Regions from separate parts of the Mus musculus genome. Here regions 2, 3, 4, 5, 6 and 7 are each linked to region 1. Evidence: chromatin contacts called from public Hi-C and HiChIP or PLAC-seq data. All regions are on one chromosome and are shown on one strand. Each heading gives the region's core, a stretch centred on a gene start, on an enhancer-like site or on the middle of the called end of the contact. The rest is flanking DNA. Distances are from core to core; before and after follow the strand shown.

Evidence for each region. HiChIP or PLAC-seq counts read pairs in DNA pulled down with a chosen protein or histone mark. Hi-C and Micro-C count contacts between places; a contact is called where the count stands out from the background.
Region 2: a contact with region 1 is called in an H3K4me3 HiChIP or PLAC-seq map of the SCID.adh cell line, with 12 read pairs. The contact joins the enhancer-like site here to the promoter of Nrip1 in region 1. A contact is called at or near these places in 12 of 39 promoter capture datasets (the 3T3-L1 cell line, 3T3-L1-derived adipocytes, the C10 cell line and 8 more), 1 of 15 datasets of contacts at CTCF or cohesin (pro-B cells), 9 of 484 Hi-C or Micro-C datasets (the Ba/F3 cell line, adipose-derived mesenchymal stem cells, brown adipocytes and 6 more), 25 of 115 datasets of contacts at active chromatin or transcription factors (the 230-238 cell line, the SCID.adh cell line, SST interneurons and 21 more) and 1 of 9 other capture datasets (macrophages).
Region 3: a contact with region 1 is called in an H3K27ac HiChIP or PLAC-seq map of bone marrow-derived dendritic cells, with 6 times the contacts expected there. The contact joins the promoter of Samsn1 here to the promoter of Nrip1 in region 1. A contact is called at or near these places in 5 of 39 promoter capture datasets (the HPC-7 cell line, HPC-7-derived erythroid cells, hippocampal neurons and 2 more), 10 of 484 Hi-C or Micro-C datasets (the Ba/F3 cell line, CD4 T cells, LSK cells and 6 more), 14 of 115 datasets of contacts at active chromatin or transcription factors (the 230-238 cell line, CD8 T cells, DN3 thymocytes and 11 more) and 1 of 9 other capture datasets (liver).
Region 4: a contact with region 1 is called in a Hi-C map of myocytes, with 3 times the contacts expected there. The contact joins the enhancer-like site here to the promoter of Nrip1 in region 1. A contact is called at or near these places in 11 of 39 promoter capture datasets (the 3T3-L1 cell line, the HPC-7 cell line, cancer-associated fibroblasts and 6 more), 4 of 484 Hi-C or Micro-C datasets (the G1E-ER4 cell line, the P5424 cell line, myocytes and 1 more), 16 of 115 datasets of contacts at active chromatin or transcription factors (the 230-238 cell line, the SCID.adh cell line, bone marrow-derived macrophages and 10 more) and 1 of 9 other capture datasets (pancreatic islet).
Region 5: an H3K4me3 HiChIP or PLAC-seq map of bone marrow-derived macrophages shows a contact between it and region 1, with 3 times the contacts expected there. The contact joins the enhancer-like site here to the promoter of Nrip1 in region 1. A contact is called at or near these places in 3 of 39 promoter capture datasets (hematopoietic stem and progenitor cells, hippocampal neurons and pre-B cells), 5 of 115 datasets of contacts at active chromatin or transcription factors (astrocytes, bone marrow-derived macrophages, embryonic forebrain and 2 more) and 1 of 9 other capture datasets (macrophages).
Region 6: a contact with region 1 is called in a Hi-C map of uterus, with 7 times the contacts expected there. The contact joins the enhancer-like site here to the promoter of Nrip1 in region 1. A contact is called at or near these places in 9 of 39 promoter capture datasets (the 3T3-L1 cell line, the C10 cell line, the HPC-7 cell line and 5 more), 1 of 15 datasets of contacts at CTCF or cohesin (CD8 T cells), 43 of 484 Hi-C or Micro-C datasets (the AML12 cell line, B cells, the C2C12 cell line and 30 more), 28 of 115 datasets of contacts at active chromatin or transcription factors (the 230-238 cell line, DN3 thymocytes, the SCID.adh cell line and 19 more) and 3 of 9 other capture datasets (embryonic stem cells, liver and macrophages).
Region 7: a CTCF HiChIP or PLAC-seq map of CD8 T cells shows a contact between it and region 1, with 5 read pairs. The contact joins the enhancer-like site here to the promoter of Nrip1 in region 1. A contact is called at or near these places in 8 of 39 promoter capture datasets (HPC-7-derived erythroid cells, cranial neural crest, embryonic stem cells and 4 more), 1 of 15 datasets of contacts at CTCF or cohesin (CD8 T cells), 5 of 484 Hi-C or Micro-C datasets (the NIH/3T3 cell line, embryonic fibroblasts, embryonic limb bud and 1 more), 28 of 115 datasets of contacts at active chromatin or transcription factors (the 230-238 cell line, CD8 T cells, DN3 thymocytes and 21 more) and 4 of 9 other capture datasets (adipose tissue, embryonic stem cells, liver and 1 more).

The regions. Positions count from the first base shown.
Region 1 is chr16:76,371,676-76,374,375 of GRCm38.p6, forward strand. It overlaps Nrip1 (nuclear receptor interacting protein 1), which reads right to left and starts at 1,374. Exons shown (of 4, transcript NM_173440.3): 1 at 1,197-1,374.
Region 2 is chr16:76,815,307-76,818,006 of GRCm38.p6, forward strand. No RefSeq gene overlaps it. Among named protein-coding and RNA genes, the nearest start is that of Gm30790, 38 kb to the left of the region's middle. Within about 2 kb of position 1,390, at least 31 of the 459 cell types and tissues checked have an H3K27ac peak or open chromatin away from gene starts, as enhancers often do. A contact at or near this core is called in the SCID.adh cell line, muscle stem cells, myocytes and 1 more, where this site is marked.
Region 3 is chr16:75,907,896-75,910,668 of GRCm38.p6, forward strand. Samsn1 (SAM domain, SH3 domain and nuclear localization signals, 1) reads right to left here and starts at 1,371. Exons shown (of 8, transcript NM_023380.2): 1 at 1,235-1,371. The coding sequence starts at 1,291.
Region 4 is chr16:76,653,938-76,656,637 of GRCm38.p6, forward strand. No RefSeq gene overlaps it. Among named protein-coding and RNA genes, the nearest start is that of Gm30726, 110 kb to the left of the region's middle. Within about 2 kb of position 1,329, at least 7 of the 459 cell types and tissues checked have an H3K27ac peak or open chromatin away from gene starts, as enhancers often do. A contact at or near this core is called in craniofacial prominence, myocytes and neural tube, where this site is marked.
Region 5 is chr16:75,876,427-75,879,126 of GRCm38.p6, forward strand. It overlaps Samsn1 (SAM domain, SH3 domain and nuclear localization signals, 1), which reads right to left. Exons shown (of 8, transcript NM_023380.2): 4 at 2,671-2,700; 5 at 1-151. Among named protein-coding and RNA genes, the nearest start is that of Samsn1, 31 kb to the right of the region's middle. Within about 2 kb of position 1,260, at least 87 of the 459 cell types and tissues checked have an H3K27ac peak or open chromatin away from gene starts, as enhancers often do. A contact at or near this core is called in bone marrow-derived macrophages, hematopoietic stem and progenitor cells, microglia and 2 more, where this site is marked.
Region 6 is chr16:76,781,538-76,784,237 of GRCm38.p6, forward strand. No RefSeq gene overlaps it. Among named protein-coding and RNA genes, the nearest start is that of Gm30790, 3.8 kb to the left of the region's middle. Within about 2 kb of position 1,379, at least 10 of the 459 cell types and tissues checked have an H3K27ac peak or open chromatin away from gene starts, as enhancers often do. A contact at or near this core is called in uterus, where this site is marked.
Region 7 is chr16:76,741,671-76,744,371 of GRCm38.p6, forward strand. No RefSeq gene overlaps it. Among named protein-coding and RNA genes, the nearest start is that of Gm30790, 36 kb to the right of the region's middle. Within about 2 kb of position 1,256, at least 10 of the 459 cell types and tissues checked have an H3K27ac peak or open chromatin away from gene starts, as enhancers often do. A contact at or near this core is called in CD8 T cells and neural tube, where this site is marked.

The DNA.
Region 1 (2,700 bases), core at 124-2,623:
ACAGACAGACAGACAGACATGCCAATCTTGGTTTACTTTTAGTCTGTCTCTCTTTCTCTAAAAACACGGTTTTCCTTCAGTGTCACAATCAGCTTACATGAGCAGACAAACTCCAGCCTGGTGCCACAAAAAAATGAGTTAAAAGTTCTTGCACCTAATCATGTCCGGACTTTCCCCCAACTAAAATGACCCATTAATTAAAACAACAACGACGACGACAAAGTATTTTAACGTGAAATTACCTAACGTTCCGTTTTTCGTTTACGACCTCCAGAATCCAGTTAAATTACTGACATGATGGAAGGTAGAAACTCCTGGAATGCCTTAGAGATCAACATGTGTCAGACTCTCTGCCTGTCCGCCTTTTAAACACAGTGGATTCCTTTGTTCCTTCAGTCTGAATATCAACTCCTGATTAAAATTTGGAAAGTACTTTGGAAAGGGATAGGAGGGTCTGGGGAATGTTTGCACGCTAGAGGGTTTCTTCTAACAACAATAGTATTAAAGGAGGACAGTGGCACCAGAGAGGAGAGCGGTCTCCCCGGACTTTACCAGGCTCATGCGAGTGAACCCCCTCTCGGATGCTGGGGGAACTGGGCTGAGGCCTCGGGTGCAAGGAGCCTCGCCCTCCCTCGGCAAGCGGGGAGCTCGTGCCCAGCAGGCCGGGCCTGGGGCTCAGTGCTGCCCCTTCTCCGAGTCACTTTTCCCGGCCGGGGATCGGCGAGCACCGCGCAAGGGAGACGGCAGCGATAGGCGGGGAGCAGCGCGGGCGCCACCGAGAGCACCGCTGGGCGGCAGGACCGAGCGGCGCGGCAGCCAGCGCCCGGGGCTCGGGGCCAACGGGGGCAGCTGGGCGGGCGAGCTCGACCGGGGCCCCGCGACCCGGCCACCCGCGTGGGTCCCGGCGCAGAACACCCAGGGCGGCTGCGCCCCTCGCGCCAAGGCTGGCACGGACGAGCCCGCGGCTGGGAACTCCACAACTTGGCGGCTGCGCCGGCCGGGCCCGCGAGTTCCAGGGGAGAGCCGGAGCGGGGCGCGGCGGAGGGCTGTCCCCGGGATCCGTGTTCCCGGAGCTCCCCGCGGGCCTCCCCCGGCCTCCGCCGCCTCCACGGGCCGCGCACCCAGGCCGTGCCCGGGCGGCGCGGCGTCCGCTCCCGCGAGCTCCGCACGGAGCCCGGGCCGCGATTGCCACTCACCGAGGCCGCCGCGGCTCCGGGCCGCCGATCCGCGTCGCTCCCTCCTTCCCAGGTTAGCCGTGCCCTGCGGCCGCGCGAGGCCACGGGCGCTGCGCTCGGGCGGGCTGGGGCCGGCTCGTCCTCCGCCTGCGCCGCGGTCGCCGTCGCCTCCCGAGTTCGGGGCTCTGCTGCAATGTCTGCGAGGCTGACTTTGAGCGCCTCGCTCGCCGCCCGCCCGCCGCAGCCGCGCTCCTCCCTCCGCCGCCGACTTCGCGGCGGCCGGGTCCCTCCCCTCGCTGCTCCACGCCATTCAGCTCTTCAGCCAAGTTTCTTAACCCTTTTCTGCCCCTCCCTCCCATTGTCACCCGGGCCGAGCGCGCACCCGGAGGCTCGGCGGAGCCGGGGAGCCCACCGGGCGTCTGCAGGCCTCCTCGCCGGTGCTCCGGGTGGGGGTCCGGGACTGATCGGCCTTGAAGGCAGAGAGAGGACGCGGTTGGACCCGGAGAAGGAGGGGGTGCTGTGCTTCCCGAGCCGGCGCCCTGGCTTCCCAGCCCCGTCCAGCCAGCCGCCTGGACAGATTCCCCGCTAGGGGCCAGGCGATCGCCCATGTCACCCGTGCCGGGGCAAACGCTGGGGGCACCACAGGGGCGTCGGGGCACCTTAATCCTACCCCAGGTTCCCCAGCCTACGTGCTGGCACCTTAAGTGTCTCCCTTTCTCCCGTTTCACCCCACAAACACGCGTTCTTTTGGCGCCCTTTACCCACCCTCAATTTCCACCTCCTTAAAATCTGTGTCCCGCTCAAATCCCGGAAGCTGCGGCGCTGTATAACTCTAGGTCATTTTGACCCCATGCTCAGCACCTAGTAGGACCCAGTGATAAATATGGCATGATTCCAAGCGGAAAACTGGAAAGGAGACCTGAGGAGTGCACAGCTAGCTCCCTAGACGGACGCAGGACCCAGGAACCTGGTTTCTCTTCTGCTGCTTTGTCACTGCGAAGTCTCCAGCAGGGTCTGCCCGCCAAACTGCACCACCCCCAGGAAGGATCTGACCCAACAGGACTAGGAGATGGGCTGTCACTTCTTTAAAGCAGCTCTTGCTGGGTTCAGAGTCTCAATAAATAACAATTACATCATATAGCCAGGGTGGCAATGCAGGGAAACTTGGGTTTCCTGCAGCCTGGTCTCGCTGAACCCGCCTCTAAATTTGAGGTGGGCTAACAGATTGGTGAGGCGAGAAAGTGGAGGGAGGAGAGAAAAATAAGAAACCATGATCTCTTCCTCGCCTTGTGTTTTCTGCTTTTAAAACCTATTCTCTCTACTCCCTTCATATCTTACTTGTGAAGCCTCCTTTTAACGCTCCCCCTACCCCAGATGTCTCTGTCTCGTTTGTTTTTGACTCTAGTCATGAAAAGAATTACCTGCGGGAAGACTTGTGGTTGCAGAAGTTGTTTTTGTTTGACATTAAAAAAAAAAAAAAAAGGCTAAAGTACATCTTCGATTCACCCTAAACTCTGAAGTGCTA
Region 2 (2,700 bases), core at 140-2,639, 440 kb after region 1:
GTATTCTGTAGTTAGTTGTTAGCCTTTTATCTTGCTTACTTTATAAAATGTTGTCATATGCACACACACATATGACATAACTTACATACAGCATCTATGAGTTCAATGTTATTTCTATTTTTAAGCATTTAGAAAGCAGAGGCTATTGTTCACAAGAGAAAAATTAACCAAAACAGTGTTGATACAAGTGACAGAAACGACTAGGAAGACATTCTTCCAAAACCCAGTTTTAAAGACAGATAAAAATTTTCAGCCTACTCAACTTGAGATTCTATGAGCTCCAAAATCTTTTGGTGTCTGATGCTTATTTGAACAAACAGAAAAGTACAACTCAAAGCAATAAATATATCACATCCTTCAACAGCTTCCTAAAAATACTTTCTTCCCAACACTGCTGTTCTGTTGGGTCCAGATCTTTGGACTTGGTTTTTGTGCATGAAGCTTTGCCAACAGAGAACCACAAACCAAAATTCAGGAATGTTTGTAGTCAGGAAAAAGAAAAGAATATCTAAGTAGGAGAAAATTACAATGTAAGTGTGGGGGAGATTATATATATATATATATACCATATAACTGCATACCCTTTAGCGTAAAGAATAAAAATTTCTCATGACATTTGCTTAATTCCACATTGATTGCAACTTTATGGTAAATTACATCTACTACAGTTTGTTTTGGTTGTGGAGAGGAAATTGCTCCAAACCAAATCTCTTCATCTCAAACAGATCTGCTCACAGATGAGCTGCCCAAATTGAGAGCATAGAGACGCTTCCTTGACTCCGTCCGACTCTTCCCAGTTGGGTAAGAGCTGGACCACACAGGGAAGCAAGAATTCACTGTTCACTGTGACATGGCCTTGGTAATGATCTATGGCCGTGTCTACCCAGACCCCTCACATGACTGAGCCCACAAGACCAGGAGGAATCTTTCACTCCCAGTATGCTTCTCTCATGCCTGACTGAGGTCTTGCTTCCCCACTGTCCTTCCAGCCAAGCTGGCCCTCACTCAACAGAGGCCATCCATTCTGGAAGTCTGACCGAGACGCTGACTGGGCTGGGACACAGACAGAAGCCCGTGCCAACTCTCTCTCTCTCTCTCTCTCTCTCTGTCTCTCTCTCTCTCTCATCCCAACTCCACATCTCTGTGTGTGTGTGCGTGTGTGCGTTCCAAGGTGAACAGACTTGAAGCCAGAGTCTTTCAGAAGCTTGGGGCCACTTAATCCCACAGAGATATTCATTGCTGCCATTCTTGGCCACCCCTCAAACGCACACTCCTGTGGTCGCCTGCCCTCTCACGTCCTCAAACTCACGCTCCTCTAGTTCCTCTGCTATGACTCATCTTCCTACTCCCTCTGGGTTCTTGTGCCAAGCTCCTGCCCTCTGCGCACATTGCTCATTGTGTGCCCTGCCCTTGCCTACTTGGGACACCTGTTGAGAACCCACATGCCCTTTTAGACTCGTCATAGTAATCATCCTCTTCGTTGTGGAGCAGAAAACCAGCTCTTCCTGGTGGCCTGGCTCTTAAATGCACAGTCCTTTCCGTTTTCTTATTTGCTTCACATTGAAATGTAATAAGTGTCAATTCATGCGATAAAGCAGCTGTCCTGCCTCTTCCTCGGAGGAAATAATTCTTTGGTTTGAACAGCCCCCACTACTGGAAGGTCAACATTCTGAAGTCCTACTGTAGTTTGTACCCAGTAGTTTGATCTTTGAAGCCTAGAACAATGAGCCCTAACATACAGAAGGCTCACCTTAAATATATTTTAACTGAATGTGTGTCTTTACCGAGAATAACTTCTTGTACCCAACATTGTGTTTTTCCATATTACCCATAATTTTTGCTATAGTACTATCGAGAACTTTGATTACTGTGTCTGGAGAATTCCCTGTCCAGTCATGGCACTGCGCTGAGCATTCTTGGTCCCATTTCATGGTACAATTTGCGCATTTAGACCAGAACCACTCATCTTCATGGCTCCTTTCACCCAGGACATAAGGTCATTCGTGATGGAGTTGGGACTCACATCTTTTGTATACAGGATAATTACAGGAGGTCACACCACCTTTATGGCCAGCAGCTAGTTTCCATCTCTTCTTAATGGGCTCTTCACAGAGGTTAAAGCATGGTGCTTCCCTGAGTCCTTGCCCACGTTCCCGTTCTCAGTTTACACACTCCTCGTCTTATCTCAAACACTGGACAGTGCCTCCTTCATCTATTTTCCTTCTGCTTTTCTTCCCTTTATAATTTTTTTCTCTAGCTCCTTGCATTACTTTCCACAAAGATACATTGTTAGTTTGTTTTAATCTATGGGTGTGTCTCTGTGTGTGTGTGTGTGTGTGTGTGTGTGTGTGTGTGTGTGTGTGTGTGTGTGTGTGTGTGTTTGAGTTAGGGTATGCACATACGTGTGTGCAGACACACGTGTTTTTGTAAGTTGGTTCTTCTCGATTGCCCTCTCCTGTTCCTTTGATGAAGACATGCTCCTTGGCTGCGGCTACTCTATTCTCATCTAGCCTAGCACTCGTGATCTTCCAGCATCAGCCTGGCTTGGAGCTGTGTTTATGGGTATGTATATGCAAGATTGTTATGTGATTCTCATATCCAAAGTCTGGTCCTCATGACTTCCTACTAAGTTCTCCAAACCTCTGGTCTACCTCCCCAGCGTACTCTATGCTACTCTTTACAAAGTTTTGTGCCCTCGAG
Region 3 (2,773 bases), core at 121-2,620, 460 kb before region 1:
GGAAATAATGAATTCTCAGTTTACTTCAGATCTTTTGCCAAAGGTTTTAAACCGTTGAAGACTGTCCTGTGCCTACTCAGTTCAGAAGGAAAATCAGTCCCCAAACTGTCTCTCTCCCAATGAGAAATAAAAGCTGATGACAAAGTGTAAACTCCTTAAAAACAAAGAATCCACTAGTATTTATCTCACCAACAAAAAGATTGAATTTATTTGAGAAACGTTAGGAATGTATAAACAGGACAGAAATTTTCTGACATCACAACTTCATACTAAAGAAATTAATGTTACTAGTAAATGACGTTTAAAGTTCTATAAGAATGTAAACTTGGCTTTTCCTATATTATTTTTAATGCCAATTGTTATCAAGAGAAAGAATAAAAGAACATACTACATAAGACTGGCTTATCAAATTTACTAATTTATAAATTTTGTGTCTTCTCAAAATAGGGCACAATTCTCTCTAATGACAATGTGAAAATGCATGTCTACTACAAGATATCATAGCTGAACATTCAAATTACAAAAAGAATTTTAAAAAACTAACCTAAAATTTCTCCATTTTAGTCTTCTTACTGTTATGTATTTTAAATATCTACAATTTAACAGATAAAATAATTCCTTCAGAACACTGGTAAGATATTGAACAACCAAGGAATGAAAAATAGGCAGAGAATTCATGATATTAATGGTTAAGTGGAGGCCACCAAACAGAGTTCCATAAAATTATCCTAACCCAATCTTAGCTAACAACATAAAGGGTTGAATCTAATACACAATTGTGAAGACCATAATTGCTCATCAGTATGCAAATTCTTCCATATGTATTTTGATGCACTTAGTCCTCTACTTAAATTAATTTAGAAGTGACAGATAAAATGTCATGTAAGTAGTAGGGTGATGATGTAGGCTGTGAGTGTGCATGTATGCTTGTGTGTGTGTGTGTGTGTGTGTGTGTGTGTGTGTGTGTGTGTGTGAGAGAGAGAGAGAGAGAGAGAGAGAGAGAGAGAGAGAGATGTATGTCACTGTGTGGTTTGTTTGAATGTGTTGTGTGCTTGAATGAGTTTGTGTATGTGTGTGTATACACGTATATGTGCGTATGTGTAAATGGTATGTGTGTGTGTGTGTGTGTGTGTGTGTGTGTGTGTCTGGTGTGTCTGTGTTATACATTTGCAAGTAAGTGTTGCTTTCTAGTACAGTATTTGGTTAGTTTTACTCTGTAAGAAAATAAACTTACCTTCGGTTTTTGGTGTTTCTCCTTGTCTGAGGCATTGGATGGCTTCCTCTTTAGCATTTTGAATTCTGGCCACCTCTAGTGAGCACAGTTGCTGCTGTTACAGAGACAACTGAGAGCAGGCACGGGTGCTCTCCGTGATACCCAGCATCTGATAGCACTGAGGAAGTGTCTGATGTGACACTTCCTCCTCTGGTCAGGATGTGACTTCAGTGTCTGCTTGGTTGAAGGTTTCTTTTTTTTTTTTTTTTTTTTTTCCTTTCCTTCCTTACCGTAATTATTTGGTAACTCTGTACTGTATTCTCGGTGCTGTATTCTATGATATAATTCTTAGCTCACACCTTTGACATGGCTACGGTAATTACTAAGGGTGTAATGGTTTGGAAAACAAAACTTATTTTCTCAGTTTATGTAAAAGAATTTAACACATTAAAAAAGATGGCACAAGAGGAAAATATCTGAACCTTTTAAATGAAATCAAACAGAATATTGTGGATTTTTAAAAGTTTGAGACTATTTAAAGAATTCCATTTTATATTTTTATAATATTTTATTATTTGAGGTTATATAATACACTTACATCATTTCCACCTTTTCATTTTTCTCCTTCCAAATTTTCCAGGGAACCTACCTTTCAATTTCATTGCCCACTTTTTAAATGTGACATATGTCTGTATCTTTCTCAATACATAATTGTATATTTCTACATGACGATCAATTTGAAGTTAAATAATATTAATCCTCCCTAAAGCTACCGTAATAGGGTATAGATTAAAAGTACCTAACTGTAATAGGATTCTAGCTCCAGATATTGATGAGTGGGCATTGGTGACATTGAAAAAGCAAGCATATCATTGTTAAAACCCCCTGATTAATAAAAGAACCACTTCCTGCTACATAGTATACGTACTCTGTACCCTGGTAATGCCTGGTTGGTGGGTGATGCTACCGACTGCTCAGTCCTCTCTCCAGACAAGGCATCCAGTGTCTACTAAGTGGGCCTGGAATAGCCCCAATATGTCTTAAAGGTTTTGCTGAAAGCCAGATCCAGAGATCCAGATAAAAGAGAAGGTTGCTCAGACTTCCTTGAAAAATGAAGCCCTTATCAGATGAGCTTGTGCAGATTGTTTCAAATGCAGGCTCTGGTTAAATGGCCTGCTTCAAGAAAACTTGTACTTTCTGCTCATAAACTCCTCAGATTAAAAACAGTAGCACCATATTTTTAGGAAGTGCTTCTCTAAGAATCATGCTCTGGCCCTCTTTTCTCAGTTGTCCCTCCCACCTCTCTGCCTTCGTCCTGGAGTCCCAGCTGAAATTCACTAATTCGCTTAAATACTAAATTGAATACCCACTCTGTGCTATTGAACGTAGTGGGTACTCAATTTCTATGCAATAAACCTCTTAACTAGCAAGAACAAAATGGTATTTTATGCACTACAATAGAATTGGGTAAACCACTTAAGAGGATTGGAGTTAATAAACAGCTGCAGTGGCAGGAGGGTAATTTTGAGAAGTAAGAGGTTAGTATTTTCAGAACAATGA
Region 4 (2,700 bases), core at 79-2,578, 280 kb after region 1:
TCCATCTTCCTATCATGTCTCTATTATCTACCAGTCATCTACCTATTATCTGTCTCTATTTATCATAATCAACCTATGTCTATTCATATATTTATATCTGTACTTATATCTGTATCTATACCTATTTGTATCTATCTCTACCTCTATCTATTTGATGTATCTATATATCTACATGTCTGTCTGTTTGTCTCTCTGTCTGTCTATAGGCAGTAGGTAGGCGTGGCAGTGAAAGCTACAAGCAGATGGATGAGCTATTTGGAGATGCAGCAGGATCCTCAGAGAGGACTGAGAGGTGAAAGGTGCTTAAAGGTTTCAGAGACCATCAGCCTGGGGCCAGTAGGGCAGGTCACTGACTTTTAGCTTCACATGTGTCTGTGGGAAAAGTTTAAATGAAGAACAGACACACACACAGACAAAAATATACATATATTTCTGTTTCTCTACAGAATCCCAATTTCATCTTGACTCAATTGTTTATTATCATGTAGTTCATAGATACTGAAAGTGTGGGGCGTTTTGTTTCCATTGTCCAAAATTGGACTTTCTGTTTCTCTTGGTGGCTTTCTGTTATTGTCGTTTCAAAGTAAATATGTGTTGACTGGATGGATGATGTCGCCTGAGTTCACCCCCTCTTCCTTTCTTTACTCGCACTCTCCTTTTTTGGCCACATGATACTTACAGGAGGGTTAGCACTTCTCCCTCTGTGTTGACCTTAGTTAGGTATTTCTATGTTTTGATTATATGTTAAAATAGCTGTGTTGCCAAGGGGCATCTGTAGATTCATTGCAGTCTCCATCTTAATGCTAATTAGAGTCATTACAGAAATAGAATACCCTAAACGTCATAGCCTAATGTCATATCCTAAGCGCCAAGTGTCCCCTCTGGTTTAGCCCTTTGTCGCCTGGTGTCTGGCTTGCTCCCTTACTTCATCCATAAAAGACATTCTCATCCTGGAGAATTATTCTTTTGTTTAGTTTCGCTTTGTTTGTGCTTTATTTACTATTTGATGTTTGATTTATTTACAGGGTGCCCTTTTTTCTTCTTAAGGAAATTCCGGCACCAGAATAATAGGAGCTATTTATCTAATTTCCTGTAACTGATGCAGCTATGCCACAGATGCCTTTCTGAGGACCAGTCTGGTTTGTTCAGTTAATTAGTCCTGACAAATATTTCTATGTTTTCCTGTCATTATCCATTACCATTAAAAACAAAGTATAGAATTTCACCTGAAAGAGTTAAAAAAAAATCACCCTAGGGTTCAGACATCTAGTTACCACAGGCCCGCCAGTCTGCAGGACATTCTTTGAGGGGTGACAGTGAAAGCTAAGAGCAGCTGGATGAGCTATTTGGAGACCCAGCAGGCGCCTCTGGTCTCAGGGAGGACTGTGAGGTGCCTGAAGAGTTCAGAGACCATCAGCCTGGGGCCAGCAAGGGCAGGACCCTGCCCTTTCGTTTCACAAGTGTCTGTGTGAAAAGTTTAAATGAAGAATGGATCCATTGGCTCATTCTCCACCTTGACTTTGATTCTGTGAAAGGGTGAAGTAATAGAATCTGGTGACAGTGAAAACGGACTGGGTGATGGCATAAAGGACCGATCATCCTAGGAAGTAAATGCAGTGTGCTTTGTTGGCTTTTGACTTGACAGTAATAATGTGCATACATATGACTCAATGTGATTTGTTAGCTATTGTAAACTGTAATTTGACTGCAATTGCTCGTGTTTTCACAGTCTGCTGTTGATAAATAATATCACGACCTGCACACAATCTAGAGAATAGGCGCATTGTCACGAAAAGAGCCGTATTTAGTCACTTGTGTCATATAAAAATTCAACATTTAATGGAAATCAGTACAGTGCAAGGGGGCATGGATGTTTATTGCAAATGTTTGCATATTTTTGCATCTCTGAGTAAAATTTTCCTAAGTGAGCTTTCTCTTCTTGATGGTTATAAACTAAAAAGCTTGTCCCTTGGAAATTTCACGTCCTGTCCAAGACATCTTTAGGAGGGACAAAATGTGCTTTATGATATAACCTTCATTATCCATTTCCAATGTATGAAACAAAGGCTTAAACCTCCTCAGGATGCTCTGTATCTCTGGTAATGTTTACCATCGAAAAAGATGGCATGTGGTACCCACGCCGCGGTCTCCGTGTGGTAACCCTATTTAAACTGTTCATCAGGGGTAACTGCTTCCTTTCATAACTCTGGGAAACATTTGAAAAAGTTCCCATTTTCTGAGATCAGCTTCCCAATACAAAATCACTCCTGGTGGCTCAGGTGCTGATATTCACCTTGCCTTGACCTTCTGTCTGAAACTGCCTTTATTTGCATCTTGACAAAAAAGGGTGACCTTCTATTCTGCCCTTTAAACCCTAAGTAGCTAGCCCTGCCTTTGTTGCAAGTAGAGGAAGAAGGCAAATGTCCAGCTGCTGCTTGGGTTCTGTTTCAACTTTAATTGTCCAGCCCCACCTTCAACAAAAGTGAAGATTAAGAGCATAGCAATTGCTATGTTGGGATAGCACAGATCTGAGTTTGAGAGTCCATAAAATCTAGTTTGATAGCCTGTCTGCGTAGTATGACATTAAAATTTGCTGTCGAGAGAAAGCACACACACACACACACACACACACACACACACACACACACCATCCATGCTTTATCAAATCAATAAACAATAAAATGCAACGGTTGTGTGGAG
Region 5 (2,700 bases), core at 10-2,509, 500 kb before region 1:
TTGATTTTAAGGGAGTCGGTGTCATAGGGACTTGGCGTGAAGTCTGTGTGCACTTTGGCCCGGCCACAGAATGGCCCTGAGTAGGGGCTGTCATCATCCAGTCGGAAGCTGTCCCGATTACTTGTTCCATCTGAACAGCTTGTTATTCCACCTGACAAAGTAAAGGTTAACAGTTTGTAGCTTCCAAGGCTTTTAGCTTCCTGTACCATTACCTCAAACTGGAGCAACGGATGCCAGCCTTATGCAGTTCTCAGTCACATCCCTTCGGAAACCCTGTCTTGTAAGCTAGGTTTGATGCTTTCTTGCCAGTCTGAATACTCTAGATAGTCCTTATTCCAATACCATCTCATTTCAAAATATCTCCTCATTTGGATCTGATCTGCCTTAAAGGGCATTAAACAATCAATGCTCCACTTGCTAAGTTGGAGCAAAGAATAGATTCAAACTTTGACCTTGACAGATAATTTCCGAGTTGGAAACTATGAAAGAATTCAATAGAAACAGTTTAATCATTTTGTGTTGTTATTGATCATAAGTAATCAACACATGACATTTCAGAGTTCCATACAACTTATGTAATTGTGATTAAAAAGTCTTTCCAAGAATTCTTACTGTGTGCCAAAGACCATATGAAAGAAACATCTTTGCCTATAAACATCTTTGTGTGATACTTTTGTTTGCCACAGGGGTGGAGAGGAGAGTTGCCCACATGTGTGAACCTCCAAACTGTCTGGGTGCTTATTTTCTGGTCTCCCTTCCCTTCTGATCTTGAACTTCACTTGAGAAAAATAAAAAGTGAGCAAAGCAAACACAGAGAGCATTCCATCTTGCTCCATTTTGCTTCCCTTCTGTAGTGTCACAGCTGTTGGCAGTGAAAGTGCCTGGCTGTTTCTCCCACACTCACAGGCTCCTCACTTCCTCTTTCAGGTTGACCTTTTGCTGCTCAAGGAGGCAAGAGCGGCAGTTTCACTGCCGTGGATTTTGAAATAAGGCAAAAGTCCTGTAAGTTCCACATTGGGTGTGAATAGAAATGTAGCATGTGAGTGAAACACTATCTCCCCACACCTCCCTTCTGGATTAGTGTACGGGTGCTGGCTTTGCATGGTATGTTGGAATCATATAATTCTTCTCACATTCAGTATCACAACCTTGAATTTGAAAACTTCTAGCAGAACTGGATACTTATGAAATCTGAATGACACACACACTGCATCCTTAAAATGTGTCAGCATTAGCTTTTTACAACAAAATAGCTATTGTATAGCTAATATGAAGAAAATTGAGAATATTCAAAACATCTGTTCTTTGTGAGTCATCTTTGAATAACAGAAGTACTTGATTTAAAAACAACTGGAAAATAATCTTTGCAGAGACATTTGAAAGTCCTGAAGATACTGGACTGGAGCAAAGATAACAGTTTACTTATATAAAATATATGAGGCACCAGCACTATCAGTAGTTTCTTGTAACTGTTGTAGCATAAAATGTAACTGATGTTAAGTAATGTCCTTCTTAGACCAATAGCAGTGTTGATTCCACACTTATAGTTCCTGCTAATCTCCTTTCCCACCCCACTGGCGACGTATCTATCACACAGTATTATTCACTGCACCAGTCTCTACTTACTAACAGTAAATGGAAACGACAGAATTAAGGCAAATGTCCTGCACTTTGCAGAAAAGTAGGAAAAGAAAGAAAGAAAGAAGGAAAGAAACGAAAGAAAGAAAGAAAGAAAGAAAGAAAGAAAGAAGGAAAGAAAGAAAGGAAGGAAGAAAAGAAGGAAGGGCTGGGCAGTGGTGGCACAAACCTTTAATCCCAGCACTTGGGAGGCAAAGGCAGGCAGATTTCTTAGTTTGAGGCCAGCCTGCTCTACAGAGTGAGTTCCAGGACAGCTAGGGCTACACAGAGAAACCCTGTTTTGAAAAAAAAAAAAAGGAAGGAAGAAAGAAAGAAAGAAAGAAAGAAAGAAAGAAAGAAAGAAAGAAAGAAAGAAAGAAAGGAAGGAAGGAAGAAAGGAAGGAAGAAAGAAAGAAAGAACAAATAGAGAGAGAAAGACAGGCAGAAAAAAAGACAAAAAGAAAGACAGACAGACAGACAGAAATGAGTGGGGGAATGAGAGAGGGAGGAAAGAAAGGACAAAAAGAAAAAGAAAACAATCAAAGAAGGCCCATGGGAGAAAAATAAAGAATAGTCGTCTACTTCTCTATTTCAAATAATGTTATGTCTTTTGAATCAAGATAACACTACGTTCTTCAGAGCATAAAAGTTTTATATCAGACTTTGTTACCTAAAAGAACTTTTTGAGGCTACTGGTTATTTCATATTGTTGTTCCACAGGGCAGAGGGAGGGTATAGGGAACTTTCGGGATAGCATTTGAAATGTATATAAAGAAAATATCTAATAAATAAATAAATAGATAGATGAACTTTTTGAGGCATTGCACCAGATCCCTGTAGGCTATAGCATCAGAAATATGTTGTGCTATGTATCACAATCACTAGTAAGTCCATGTATAGTCAAGGCTCTAACCTTTCCAACTTCTCTATTGTCATGTATCTGGATCTTTGTTTCTAATTTGATAAACACCCTCAGAGTGAGCATTCACTGTTTTGAACTAGCTTATCCCAGGCTCCATGTCTGCCATGACACCTCTTACTCATTGGCCTTACTTGATGAACTCTGCCCACTGTAAAGACTGT
Region 6 (2,700 bases), core at 129-2,628, 410 kb after region 1:
AAAGTCGGTGGAAGTCAAAATGCATAAAACTTCCCTGCTCCTACAGGCAGCCGGGAAGACAAACGTCCATCTCTCATGCCACTGTCATGTCAGGCCAAGGGTGCAGTCCAGTCTGCTTTGATCATTGTTATCAGAGTGTACTCTGAACCAGTGAATCAAATTATCACCAGCCTTGATTCTGTGCTTGGCAAAACACAGAAGAGAGTTATTCAGCCCTTAAAAGTTACTTTTACAATAGCAGATCTACAATCACCAGAGATGGAGAGAAAGGAAATTACCAACTAGACAGAATGGTTTGGAGTATGGATGAAGCACATGAAAGAAAAATCTGTAACATACACATACATGTACAGATGCACGCATGAAACACATGCACATACGTAGACAAGAAGACGCAGAAATGGAAGTTTGGAATTAAGGTGACTGAATATGTAGAACACGATGACAGCTAAGTTTAGGGAATAAAGATACAGAAAACCCCATTAAAGTTGAATTTCAGATAAATGATACCTAAGTCTTTGCTATGATTATGTCCTCAATATTGTGTTAGATATAGTCACCTTATGTTGATTTCACATGAAATCCTCCAATTTCTCAAAGGTCTGGTTGACCAGTAAACTAAAGTGAAGATCTAGATAGTACACCGATCATCACTGTTGCACAGATAAAAGCTACCTGTGTTAGTTGAGAAGGATCTTGTCTGTGCACTAGACTACAGCCTCAATATGTAATGATTTATATGGCTGTTATGATCCATATTCATCTTTACCAGTAAGTTTAAAACTGTGAGATATCCAAACTGTTCTTTTTCATTGTTTTGAGTAGCATATCAAATAAAGGGTTTTATTGTGGACTTACACACACACACACACACACACACACACACACACACACACACAGAGAGAGAGAGAGAGAGAGAGAGAGAGAGGTTGATCAGACTTCTTCATTTCTATGACCTCTTCTTGTCCATATAAATAATTTTTTCAAAGACCCTCCTGTCAGTCCTACAAGGAGGTTCAAGGACTGACCTAGAACTCCAGATTTTTCTAATTAACATTTGCAAATAGAATCCATCTCTCTCCCTTTCTAATGAGTTGGAGTAACACTCATTTGTATTAGAACTATGGGCTCTGTAAACAGAACTATGAATTACTGCACAGCAGACACGAGGCAGAGTTGTCTGACCAGAACTCTGTGATTCAGCAGCTATTATTTTTGTCCTGCAAATGAGTTTGAAGCACATTTTAGAGACTTGGAAGGAATTCTTGATGTGGGACAACAGTGTTGATTTCCCACCATTGTATTACCGGGAAGCAGCCTCCCGGCTTGCCCACAAAATGCACTAGGGCCTGCCAGCAGAGTCCCTTAACCCCAAGAGGCAGCTTTCCAAAGCTAAACTGCACATTAGGGCATTTTTTTCACTACAGTCAAGTACTGGAGCAGATGAGCCACAGGCTAAATTCATCCAGAGATGGCTTTTTGTGTTGTTAGTCAACGGATTTAGTTCCCTTTCAGCGTGCATTACGTTAAATTGGTGGTAAAGCTACCTAAGTCATCTCACAGTTCTTTTCCCTTCCCACCTCCTGGAGTTAACACAGGGAGAAGGATAGACATTAAATAGAGTGAAGTGGACTCAGTTCAATGCAAACAGCAGGAAAAGAAGTGGAGAGGTAGCAGATAAGTGTTAATTCCTGGATAATTTAAATACATGGGCACGGTTTTTGCAAATAATGCAAAGCGCCCTACGAACAACAAACCTAAGGTGTTTGGCTCTAAGGCATAGAAAAACTCTGGAGCAAATAACTTCACAGAAGATTGGAATAAGGTTTTAATTTTTCAATTAAATATATTTCATTAATCCTTTGAGAATGTCTTACATACATATACTATATTTTCATCGTATTCACCATGATTCCTCCCCTCTATCTTCTCTTACTTCAATTTCCCTTCCAGTGTCATTGTGTTCTCTTCTCTTTTTCTCACTGAGTGGGATTTATTTGACCAATATACTCATGAGTGTGGTGTGGGACCATCCAATGAAGCATGTTTAATCTACCAAGGGCCACACCCCTAAATAAACCTGACTGTAACTACTCCAGACACCTTCAACTCTTAATAATGAGTCATCTGTAAGTAAGGGATCATCGTACCTTTCCCAATTCCTACCTGGATTGATTTTGTGCAGGGCTTGTACGGACAACCATAGCTCTTATGTGTTCATGAGTGTAGTGGTTCTGTTATTCTGTTCCAATTCCCTGAGTCTTCTGCCCCTTGCAATCTTTGACCTTGTCTTTCTCAATGGTCCCTGAGAGTGAGATCGATGTCACATTTGTAGATGAACAGTCCACAGACACTTTGACCAGTTGTGAGCTTCTGAGTTGACTGTTATCCACTATACAAAGAAACTTCTCAGGTGATATCTGAGAGTTGCACTAATTTATGAATACAGAAAGAAAACTTCAGATGGCAGTTTGACACTCTATCCAGTTAGCAGAAGTTTTATCCCGATGGTGTGTAAACTCTCTAACCATGGGTTCTTGGCTGAATTTACCAGGTGTGTGTTTCCTTCAGTAGACTGAGACTTAAATACAATCAGAAAATAATTGGTGATCTCCATTTCAACCATGTCACTATGGCAGTTATGGTTATGTTTTGCTGGGTGGGTTATCATCATAGCTTACGGAGTTCCACTGATGAGAT
Region 7 (2,701 bases), core at 6-2,505, 370 kb after region 1:
GGTTATTTTTTTGGTGAAGCCCAGAAACTAAAGATAATTTTCAAAGAGCCAGATGGTCCTAGATGATGTATTTGATTCACCTAGCTAAAGGGGGGGTTCCTGAGTCCTTAGTGGATGCACAATGGTGCCCTCAGTTGTTCCATGCATTTGATACTGTATTAAACTCTACAGGATACTAATAGATTCAAGCTTCACAACAAACCTGGGGAGGAAGTGATGACTAATGGTCCCATTTTACAGTTGATGAAATTAAGTGTATTACATTTCTTGTCATAATAAAATACCTGACAGAAGCTGCTTAGGGAAAAAAAGAATTTATTATGGTTCACTATTTGAAGGGCTACAATCCATCACCTGATCAGGGAAGACATGACAGTGTGAGTATGAGGAATCTGGTCGCATTGTGTCTGCAGTTAGGGAGAGAGAGAGAGAGAGAGAGAGAGAGAGAGAGAGAGAGAGAGAGAGAGAGAGAGAATGCTATTTCTTGCCTCCCTCCCTTCATTTTTATTCAGATTTGGATCCTAACCTGTGGGAAAATGATTCCACATCCACAGTGTGTCATGTCTCCTCAGTCAGACCAATACAGGTGTCCTCAGATAAGCCTGAGCTGTGTCTTCTAGGTGATTTTTAGTTCTTAGCAAGTTGACAATCAAGATCACCCTTCACGTTGAGGTTCTGCGTGCAGTGTTAAGTTTCCAGAGGCCTCAGAGGTGGAGAGTCACACAGCTGACACATGAAAGCAGCAGAAAGAGTTTATGGCTCCCTGTTAGCTAGTGACCATATTACCTCAGGATCCACTCTGGGCTTCTAACAATTCCCTTTGATCAAGCTCTGCCAATTACTAGAAGGCCTGCCTTCTTTTAGGCTGCCAGAATCAACTTTGTTCTAAAGGAATCATTAGTCACCAGCTGCCCCCTAGCCCCAAGCTAGCCAGTGTCACTCTTGAATGCATCTGTACCTACAACCTAGGCCACCTCTGTCAGTAGCTCTCTCTACTCATGCTGTCTTAGAAACTATGACTTCACTCTTTAGTCCACAGACTGATGGCAAGCTAAGGGTCATTGATTTGGGATATCTGGAAGACCTTGTATGGTAAAGTAAACCATTTCAGTATATTAAAAAATGGCTGCATGGAAGTAGTAAATTGAACATGGATTGTTAACAATGATGAAAGAAGCAAGCAAGATACCACAGGAGTCACTACTGGTAACTCATGTGGTTTTGAGCCTTCTAGGAACTCGCCCACCTGACAGACAGAGGTAGAGCACAAAACTCTGAACAAGGTCTAAGCTGGACATACTAGGAAGCTCAGAGAGAGATGAAAAGATGGCTGAACCCAGATGGGTCAAATAAACCTCTGCAGAAAGTAGGCATATTCCACAATGCCTCTTTCCTACATTGCTGGCCTGCTGTACTTCCCAGACTCTGGGAGAGACAAAGTTACCATCAAGACTGCCATACAATGATGCTCTAGTCAGCACAGCACCAGACACTCTGATCATGGATGGTATAAAAAACCAGCATGGGAAATGAAGGCACTGGGAGATCACGGGGGCATTCTAAATGGTGACAATTCACAGTCATCCCTTGTCCTTCTCCTAGTAAATACAGATCTGGAGCTGTCAGATAAATATGCCTGTTGGCAGGAAGAGGAAAGGATCAGATATATCCTTTATAGAGAAACATTTGCCATCGGTAGCCAATTTCTTAGCTAAGTGGTTAGTTGTTAGACTATCAATATGAGATGACCAGTTATTTAAGGAAAAGTATAGTTATTAAATATGGGACCTAATGCACAGAAGAAATGACTTCAAAGGGAGCAAGAAAAGAAGGAGAAAACATTTAAATTTCATTATTCATATTTCTCTACGTAATACTAATCAGGTAGAGGAAAGTTGCATTTTAAAAAATGAGACTTGAAGATGGGTTTGGTCAATACTTGGGAAGAAGACTGAAAAATAAGTTATTAAATAGTTGAGAAAATTGGAGACTCCAACCCGGAGTATCCATACACAGAAAGGACGAATAACCTGTATTTAGCAAATAGAGATGGAAGGGTCAGACATATTAAGAAATAATAGAGAAATTTCCATAGAACTCCAGGTATCAGTTCTAAGATAGTTCCTGTTTTGTGGAAGAACTTTGTAAATATTTGGAGCACAAATCCTAAATAATTCCTTTGTGTACATTGCCGAGAATGAAAAGAACCACCCTTAGGAAAATCTAAGGCAAACAGTACCATGAACTCTTGCCAAGAAGCATCGGCAGAAACTATGATTTGAGACTCCCCAAGAGCCTCTAGAAACTATAATCCAATAGATGAAGCCTTTAAATTGTTGAAGGGAAAGAACTAGCAACATAGATTCTATACCAAGCAAAATTAGCAATCAGTTTTGAGAGCAAAATAAAGATATTTTCAGACATGTAACAACAACAAAAATGTCAAAGGAGTTACCCATCTCTGCCTCTTCCCTCCCCTCCCTGGACATATCAATTTTTCTGGGAAGATATTTGCATGTGAGTACCAAACTAGGAATAGTGATTAAGCAGGTCAAATCCCATGGCCAGAAAACCTAGGAAAGTCCCAAGATGAAATCAAGGTTAGTCTAAAAAAATAACTTCTGAGAGTTAACTAAGCAACTAGTTTAGATAGAATGGACAATTGCAGAACTGTAGGAAAGGTCTCATTGACAAGTTACAT